3 separate regions of the Hordeum vulgare genome follow, and regions 1 and 2 are each linked to region 3. Evidence: chromatin contacts called from public Hi-C data. All regions are on one chromosome and are shown on one strand. Each heading gives the region's core, a stretch centred on a gene start, on an enhancer-like site or on the middle of the called end of the contact. The rest is flanking DNA. Distances are from core to core; before and after follow the strand shown. Region 1 holds the start of LOC123452885 (pyridoxal kinase). Region 2 has its middle 7.8 kb from the start of LOC123398403. Region 3 has its middle 460 kb from the start of LOC123395896.

Evidence for each region. A called contact is a pair of places that touch in the nucleus more often than the background predicts.
Region 1: a Hi-C map of leaf shows a contact between it and region 3, with 3 times the contacts expected there. The contact joins the promoter of LOC123452885 here to the enhancer-like site in region 3.
Region 2: a contact with region 3 is called in a Hi-C map of leaf, with 3 times the contacts expected there. The contact joins two enhancer-like sites. A contact is called at or near these places in 4 of 6 Hi-C or Micro-C datasets (leaf and seedling).

What each region holds. Positions count from the first base shown.
Region 1 is chr5H:45,217,717-45,220,733 of MorexV3_pseudomolecules_assembly, reverse strand. LOC123452885 (pyridoxal kinase) reads left to right here and starts at 1,576. Exons shown (of 13, transcript XM_045129615.1): 1 at 1,576-1,773; 2 at 2,013-2,145; 3 at 2,631-2,724; 4 at 2,802-2,906. The coding sequence starts at 1,679.
Region 2 is chr5H:45,026,190-45,029,508 of MorexV3_pseudomolecules_assembly, reverse strand. No RefSeq gene overlaps it. Among protein-coding and RNA genes, the nearest start is that of LOC123398403, 7.8 kb to the right of the region's middle. Within about 2 kb of position 1,933, at least 2 of the 3 cell types and tissues checked have open chromatin away from gene starts, as enhancers often do. A contact at or near this core is called in leaf, where this site is marked.
Region 3 is chr5H:45,748,380-45,751,500 of MorexV3_pseudomolecules_assembly, reverse strand. No RefSeq gene overlaps it. Among protein-coding and RNA genes, the nearest start is that of LOC123395896, 460 kb to the left of the region's middle. Within about 2 kb of position 1,255, at least 1 of the 3 cell types and tissues checked has open chromatin away from gene starts, as enhancers often do. A contact at or near this core is called in leaf, where this site is marked.

The DNA.
Region 1 (3,017 bases), core at 327-2,826, 530 kb after region 3:
CAAGGAATAGTCTAACGCATACCTGTCATCCATCAACCATGAACCCAACACACATTTCGTCTTCCAGATATCGTCGATGCAAACCATAATCTGCATCAGCTCCTAGACTACCTCGCCAGCTCCGCGTCGAAGCTGGAGCAGACATTGTCGCAACGACGGAACCCGAGGACACCACAAGGATTCCGTCGCCGTCACAGTATCCTTGCTTGAATAGTCTGGTTCCCAAATCCATCACCGACCATAGAGACGATCATCTTACCGGAGAAAAATCTAGAGCTTCTTTATTCAGCATCACCATCATCACCGCGGAAGCCAAGACATTGTACGATCCAAAACCTAAGCTACTAGGGCCCTAAATCTAAAGCAAAATCATACTCCCTCCATGGTTTAGAAGACGTTCTTGAAAATTCTCTGGAACCTAGGTGGTTATTGATTGGTTGTGAGATAGGCTAAAAAATAGCATTCACACTAGGCATGCATATAGGAGTAGTACAACGGAGTACTAATTAACTTCTAAGAGTAAATGCAATGCGCCCTAAACCTTGTCTATTATGAAAATGCACGTAAATTTAACCGTGCCTTCTAAATCGTGACGGAGGGAGTATATAAAACCGTAGGTGAACCCCTTATTAAGTTTAGGGACCGTGTTTCGGGTATTTTAAATTAGGGGGAATAAAGTGGGTTCCAGCTCGTCAAATCGTGTGAGGGTTAGGGTTTCCTTAAAAAAGGAAACCACGGACAACATCGGCCGGCCGGTCGTACCCTAGCACAAAGGCTAGGGTCTTCCCTGCCTCCCGTCGGCACCGTCGTCGGTCTATCTTGTCTTCTATGGTCTTTGGGCCATGGAGTCGTGGTGGATCCCGGTCTTCGCCGATGGGAGGGCTCCGTTTTCTGATGTTTTCTTGAGTTTTGTTAAGAGTTTGTGTCCTACTCAGAGATGCAGGGCGGAGGCGGCTCTGTGCAGATGGAATAAGGTCATCCCCGCCTATCCCCCGTTTCGATGGTGTTCATAGCATCTTCGGAGGGTGTGTGGAGGTTTATCTTCGGCGGATCTCATGGGATTCGGTCAGCGTTTGTCTTTGGTGGATCCATATGGATCCGGTCTTCGTTCGTGTGCGTTTGTGTGTCTACGGGTTGGATACTTCCGATCTAATCTTCTCTTCATCGACGACGGTTCCTGTTCTGGTGCGTTGGTCCTATTGCTGTTCTGGTGCGCTGGTCTTATTGGGCCTTAGCACGACGACTTCCCGACTATCTACTACTGTACAATAAGGTTTGGCCGGCTCCGATGACGGAGGGGCGATGACGGCGGCACGCCTTCGGCTCGTTTCAGTGCTTGTAGTCGTCGCTAGGTGATCTATGAACCTGAATGTATTTTTTTTATTTCTGATGTTCTTTGTACTATATTGGAAGTTTTCGTTGAATAAAAAGTGGGTTCCAGCTCAAAAAAATTTCTCAATTAATTGTATTGTCGAAGTACGTGTAGGCTTACTGGTATAGTGTACAAAAACAAAAACGACACTATCGTGAGTGAAGGAATCCTATCCCTCGCTTGCCACACGGACGGCCGCGATAGCGTCAGCTGTCAGCCGTGCGATCCCATCGCCGTCCGGTGCTGGTCCACTCCGTCTATCTCCCTCGCATACTCTTCTTCCGCCTCCACCCTCCTCACCGTCGCATGCTCGCCGCCTCCGCCGTGCCGCCGCTCCCCCCGCTCCCCCGCTCGTGCGCCTCGTGGGGACGGTGGATCCCATCCACCCCTTTCTCCTCCAGGTGGGTAAAGATAATCTACTTGTCGGTTAATTAATTATCAATATAAAATTAGTAGCTGTGGAGACCCGTAGTGGCGTAGTCCACCTCCAAATCTCCGAGGATATTTCGCTGCCGATTAGTCAATTGGTTAGGTTGGATTGATGGTGGAAGATCGGAGTAAAAGAGAACAATTTGGCCTCTCCTTCTCCCTCCTGTGCCTGACCAGCTTTGCTTGCCTTCGTGCTGCTGCGATTTCGCAGGGAGGGGCCTGGTTGGCGGCGGGGGACGAGCGGAGGGGCGGTGCATCCGGCGATGGCGCGGCCGCCGATCCTCTCCGTCGCACTGCCGTCTGACACGGGGCGCGTGCTCAGCATCCAGTCCCACACCGTCCAGGTGCCACACCACCCTCTTTCTCCTCTGTTCATCTGCCATGATCTTGCCTCGCTACTTGCATCTACAAGCAATTAGCGGCTGTATGGTACGATAGTCTGGGTTTGGGAGCAAATCAAGAGTTTTGCGGGTTCTAAGATCTTGGCGGCTAGGCCGAGAACACCAACTGTACTCAAGGCATTTGCAAGTGCTCCATGACCGAGATTTTTATTTTTATTCATATCAGCATGGGTGCATGCTGTGCTGCTTGCACACCGTCAGCATGATTGTCTCTCATTGTGTAGTGTCGCCAGAGTCGTGTGGTTGCTTAATGGTGAATACAGTTGTTGTATGCCTCACATATGATCATGTACTGGATTGGGGATTGTTTAGTGTACAATAATAACTGTTGACAGCATTGTTTCAGAAATCACCCGTAGTAAATTACTGAATATGTTATGTTTGATTTGACTTATGTCCTCTACTCATGCTGCTTTTCCTTAATTTAGGGCTATGTTGGCAACAAATCTGCTGTCTTTCCGTTGCAACTCCTTGGTTTTGATGTGGATCCGATAAACTCTGTACAGTTTTCTAATCATACAGGTATATATTTGGTCTGTTTGGTACAATGTGCAATATGTCTGGCACGCCTAAATATTTTCCAATATGTGTTATCTCAGGATACCCAAAATTTAGAGGTCAGGTTCTCAATGGCAATCAGCTGTGGGATCTTATTGAAGGACTGGAGGAAAATGAATTATTGCACTATACACATTTGTTAACAGGTGAATGACCATTACGACTTCTTCAATTCGGGATTTCCCATCCTTCATGCCAAAAGCAAGTTGATAGGTGTTCAATGGCAGCCATTAATCATCATCTCCTTTTAATCAAAC
Region 2 (3,319 bases), core at 684-3,183, 720 kb after region 3:
TCGAACTCTGTTTTTTTAAAAAAAATTAACTTTTTTCCTAATCCCCCAAAAGTTTGTTGGAAGATGCAAACTTTTGGAAATCCATGGATGGTCTTTAAATATGTGACCTGCATCCAAATTTGCGAACATTTTTTCTTCATATCCATGATTTTATTTGGATCTGTGAACATTTTTTTTCCAAATTCATACACCTCTTTTTTAGAATTCGCAAACTGTTTCCAAATTAACAAAAGAGCCAAGTTGTTTACCGCGACACAAAGAAGAGCACAGCAGAAATAAACGAAAAAACAAGCGAGCAAGCAGAGGGGGAAGAGCTGAGTTGTTTTCACATTTTTGTTTCTTAATTCATTTCTTAATTACATTTATACTTCCAAATATTCTGAATAACTATATTACAAAAAAACACTTTACGTAAAACATTTGAAAAAATGCTAATCAATCATTTAAAAAACTGTTGAATGTGAGTAGAGAAACTGTTTCAAATGTGTGCGAAAAATATATACAACATTTATAGAATGTGTGTGAAAAGGTACGATTGTGCATTTAAAAATGTTAATGATACAATTATAAACCGTTAAACAATAATTTTTAAAGTACTACTCAAGCACTTGAAAATGGTAAATATGTGTACAAATATGTTGAACATGTATTTAAACATAATTAATTATCTATTGTATTCCAAAAATGTTAAACTTGGATATTTAAAACGATCATCGAGTATTTGAAAAGGTTAAATGTTTATATGAAAAATATTGACCATATATCCAAAATAGTTTAATATTACATTTTAGAATTTTTTTATCAAGCATTTGAAAATGTTAAATGTAAATGGAAAAAATGTTGAACATGTAATAAAAATATTAGTATTTCATTTGAAAAAATGGTCATTACGCAATTAAAAATGAAATGGTGTATAGAAAAAAAATACTGACCATGTATCCAAAAACAAAATATTACATATATAAATTATTAATAAATCATATGAAAATGTTAAATGTGCATATAAAAATATCGACCATGTATTAAAAAATGCTAATATTGCATTTGAAACTAGGTAGTAAAGAATATGAAAAAATGATAAATATATATAGAAAAAATGTTTTGTATGTATTCAAAAAATGTTAGTTTTGTATTCTATTTTTTTAATCAAAAATTTGAAAAACTTTATAATATGTATAGAATTTGTTGACAATATATTAAGAAATGTTGACCTTGTATTTAAAATTGTGTCTAGAAAAAAAGTTGACCATGTATAAGAAAAATTAAAATTTTATTTGCAAAATGTTAAACATGTATTATACAATTTTTCTTGACGTATACAAAAAATGCAGAATGAAAACCAAAATAGAGATAAAAAGAAAAGGCAATGAAAATAAAAAAATAAACCAAAGGAAAAATGTATAGAAAAAAAGAAAAAGCAAATACAAAAAAAGGTAAAATGCTATGAAAACAAATAAAGAAACAAATAAAATGAAAATAAAAAAAAACCAGATAAAAATATGAAAAAAATGGATAAAACCCATGAAAGAAACGAAGAGAAATCAGATAAAAAACAAGAAAAAAGGAGAAAGAAAATAAAATTGGATAAAACCCATGGAAGAAACAAAGAGAAACCAAAACAAGAAACAAACAACCAAAATATAACTATGAAAAAACCTGGAGAAGAAATAAGGAAACCAAGCAAAATAAAAAAAAGTAAAAAAAAAAGAGAGATGGCGAGAAGCATATCCAGGTATTTTTCCTCAAGTTGGTCGCACCTCGTGTCTTGACATGAACTCGACCTTTGTGCAATGGCCAAAAGCACCACCCACCAATGAGACCACCAAGGATTGACTCCTTGGGAGCTCTCTTTCCTTTCTCTATTTCTCTTTGTTTTACTATATGCGCTCAAGGGTTGGGCCGTTAGTGTGGATGCTTGAGCGAGAGCTTGTTATATAGCTCTCGCGCGCTACATGCGCCAATTAGGAGCTCTCTACTTTTTACAATCGCACGGGGTGTGTCATACGACGTGCTTCCCAAAAAAAATTCATTATTCTGCTAGGGGTGGGGCTTTATCTTTTCGATCTAGTGCGTGACTCTGCATGGGCCATTATCCATGTGTACTCCCATTTATTGCTCTTAGTTGGGTATTGACAAGGGACCTCATATCCGACGCTTAATACATCACTAGTATGGTACAAGTACATTTCATGTTTGGCGAGAAGGGGGTGATTTGTGCCACGTTCCTTTCTATGGACCGTTCGTTAATTCTCATCATCCGATTGTGTACATGGAACATTCCTAATTGTTGGTCATGGTCTTGTAAAAAAAGGGATTGCATATAAAGAAGTGGCTCTTCACAATGCAAAGCTCATTATCGTTTATCGAATTCACACACAGGGTGGTCTCTTTGGTCCATCTAATATACTCGTGAGAAGTCCATCTACGATCATGAATTATATCTCTTTAGTCAAGGCTCGAGGCTCTTTATTCGGATTTTTTTACTTGACTCGAGGCTAAATCTAAGGACCAGCCAAATGTGGCAACACATGGTGCTCCGCCCACCCGACGCCATTCTTGGGTTTGTCCACTGTAAGGGGCGTAAAACTGAATATTGATGGTGAGGTGGAAAAACATGCAAACACACGAGACGTGGCGGTCATTTGTAGGGACAACCAAGGTCATTATTTGGGTTCTTTCATAGTCACTTTCGAGGGTATCTCGAATGCTCAAACTGCAAGGAGGCTCCACCTTGGTTGATGATCTATTCTTAACTTGTATTCTAGCATCCTCGAATTTCCATAGTGTAATCAATGGTATTACTTATAATACGGGTGGGAGAGGCATGGTATATGAAATGTTGCCAAAAGTATATGAAAGTTGTCAAGTATTGGCATGAAATAATCAAAACTTATAGATACAAGAGAGACATGTCATCATCCCCAACGTAATTCATGCTCGTTCTCGAGTAGGTAAATGATAAAAAGATAATTTTTGATGTGGAATGTTACTTAACATAATCTTGAACAAATGTCTAATCATGGCATGAATTTTAAAGATACAAGTGATTCAAGGCAATAATCTATCGTTTGATATAAAGATATCAATACTCAAGCATACCAACAAACCCTCATGTCTTTTAAAATAACAATGCTAAAGAACGACATCCCTACAAAATCATATAGCTTGTCATGCTTAGTCTTCCTAGCATAAAGTATAAATCATGAGCACCCCGGTGTCAAACCAGGCAATTGGCTTGTACTTTTAACGCGCTTCAGCATTTTCAACCTCACTCAATACATGAGCGTGAACCATGGATATAGCATATGAGTGTAATAGA
Region 3 (3,121 bases), core at 6-2,505:
AGAAAAAAGGATTTCTGAATACCCACATTAAGATCTCCAAAAACACCAGGTAAATTCCTAAAAAAAATCACGTATGTTCTCAAAAAACACCACGTGTACTTTCTAAAAAAAACACATACATTATAACGAAAATACCTAGACGTAAAAAAAATTCCCTGCACGTCCAAAAAAAGGAGTCCTCAACATGTGCAAGTTCCTTCATAAAACAAAAGTGTAACTAACACATACAAAAGAAAATAAAAGTGCCCAGCCACACGAAAGTTCCAAAGAAAACAAAACACTCATGTAGATATCGGTTTTGCATAATGTGTACCAGCCCCAAGACTTTCACTGCCCGAACATGGCGTCTCCTGGCTCCCTCGTCATCTAGCCGTTCTATCAGTATGGGCTTACAAGATCGAGGAGTGCATCACTCAGCCATCACTACTCATATATATTATGACGATACATGTCCTTGCCAAAAAATGGAATATTGTAAGTAAAAGAAAAAGGTTATAGGAGCATATTATTCTGTCAATGTTTAATTTTGCATCGCTTTTCTGTATTTTGCTAAGGGAAACGCTTCCAGCCGGCCGAATCGTTCGGCCGGTCGTGCTCGGCCCGCGCGGCTGGCTTGCCAGCTCATGCAGTATTTTTTCGTTCAGATTTGTTGCAACCACGTTTTCCATTTTGCTACACTTTGTTCATTAAAAAGCTACATCCACGTTTGGTTACAACTCGAGTTTGTTGGATTTTTTTGTTACAACCAGCATTTGATTTTTGCTACAACCGTGTTAATTATTGCTACAACCGCTACTTTTCATATAATAAATACTACTTGAAAGACTTAATGATAATTTATTGAACTATTTTTATGTATTACTATATTTGAATTCTAAAGTATTCATGTAGAATGGATGTCATATACATATTTTTAGTTTTCTGCATATTTGAAATTCTAGCCCGTGCAGTTGCACGGGTTGATGACTAGTCTTACAATAGTTCGTATTCCTACCTGTCTAAGGTATAATCCGCTTTCATTACAGGAATCGTATCTTGGTCAAAAGACCCTTATTTTATCCACTCATTAAATTTGATTTTTTCAGAGTTTTACTATACGTATATCGTTGTTGTCACGATCTGTTTCGTTATCTATGTCGTGATGCCGACCATTTCACCACATGGCATTCACATTTTGACGTGTAAGTTGTATGAAGGTGACACCTTACGATCGTTATCATACACAGTCTAGCAAAAAATGCTATAACTTCATGGTTCCGATAATGATCCATTAAATAGGCCTCGCCTCGCGTGCAGAAACGTCGCTACATACGGGAGTGACTGTGCATGCACATTATATTTTCCTTCTTCTCTCCATCTTAAGTTTTTTTCCATATTTTTTGTATGATGACCGGTTTTTTGTTTTGTTGGTTTACTTATTTAAAATATTCATTAATCCAAAAAAGCCCGCTATTAGGTTCGCAAATATATAAAAAAAACTATGAATTCAAAAAACGTTCACAAAAACAAGTAAATATTCGACGAAGTTGAGGAAATTTTGCGGAATCAAAACAATGTTCACAGATATAAAAACACTGAAATTTTTTCGTGAATTCGAAAATTCTTTGCAAATTTGGGAAACATATCAAATTCAAAAATTGTTCATCAATAGAAAAATGTCCACAAATCTGGAAACTATTCATGAATTTATAAAATCCTCATGAATTCGACATACGTTCATTGATAGAAATAAGGCTCATGGTTTGAATTTTTTTCACCAACTAGAAAAACGTTCACGAAGATGGAAATGGTCATGAACTTGAAAGATGTTCATGAGCATAAAATATTCAGAAATTGGAAAAATAGTACATATTTGGAAAATATTCACGAAACTGAAAAGAGTTCGTGAATCTTAAAAGCTTGCAATTTTAAAAAACTAATGAAATTTAAAATGGGAAATGTAAAGGAACGGAAGAAAACTGTAGAATAAAGACAAATAAAATAAAATAAAATATTGATTGGAACCTCCTGGAAACATCATAACTGGTTTGAATAATCACGTGAGGAAAAACCGGGGAAGAAAACTGTAGTTTACTCAATAAGTTCGTATTTAGCGCTTGACCTTGTATAATGCAATGTGCTTAGAGAAATATACCAATGTTTATTTAAGCATAAATGCTTATCTGAAGAGTATAATGTACGATTCTTAGAGAAATCAACTGGTGTTTCTTTAAGCATTGATGCTTACTTATAAAGGTTAGGCAATTAATTAGACATTCCTTTATAGAAACGAACATTGCGCTTCTAAAATCCGGTTTATTTTTATTAGCATCTCCTAAGAACCTACCATAGCACGAGGTACATCCTTCCTATAGAAATAAATACTAACGCTTTAAAAAATCCGATTTATTTTTCTAAACACACCACCAAACACCTTACATTATGCAAAGCTTATATCCATTTCCTACTATTTCTACAACGTGGCGAAGACCCCCTTCATCAAAGCCTCGGCCCATTTGTTTTCCTTTTTCTTACTTCTTGATTCATCCAACTGTATACAGCGCTGGCAAACCTTATTTAGCGCTATATACGTCAGTTAAAGGTAAATTTTGCTAACCGGCGCCTGCATATAGTCCATCTAGAGATCCTGTTTGTATTTTAGTCCGTGATTTTTTTGAAATCTATCAACTTTTTTGAAATCGATAAACTTTTTTGAAAATTGATGATTTTTTTGAAATTGGTTTTTTGAAAAATGATGATTTTTTTTGAAATCGATGAACTTTTTAGAAAACCTGTGAGCATAATCTTAAATTCGTGATTTTTTTTCAAAATCAATGAACTGTTTCTAAAATTGATGATCTTTTTTAGAAACTCGATGGATTGTTTTTCAAATTCTGTGAACTTTTTGAAAATTCATGAACATATTTAAAAAACCAATGAACTTAATTCATAACCATTGGACTTTTTTCGCAAATCTAAACTTTCTAAAATTCTATAAACGTTTTTTTTATTTTCTAATGACCAATGCATTCTACATTCTACATTCTATATTTCAAAAAACGAGAAGGAACGCTGCAGGCGCCGGTTTCCCTACTTGTTTTCGCGAAATTATGTTGCATTCCGATTTGAATTGTTCTTGATG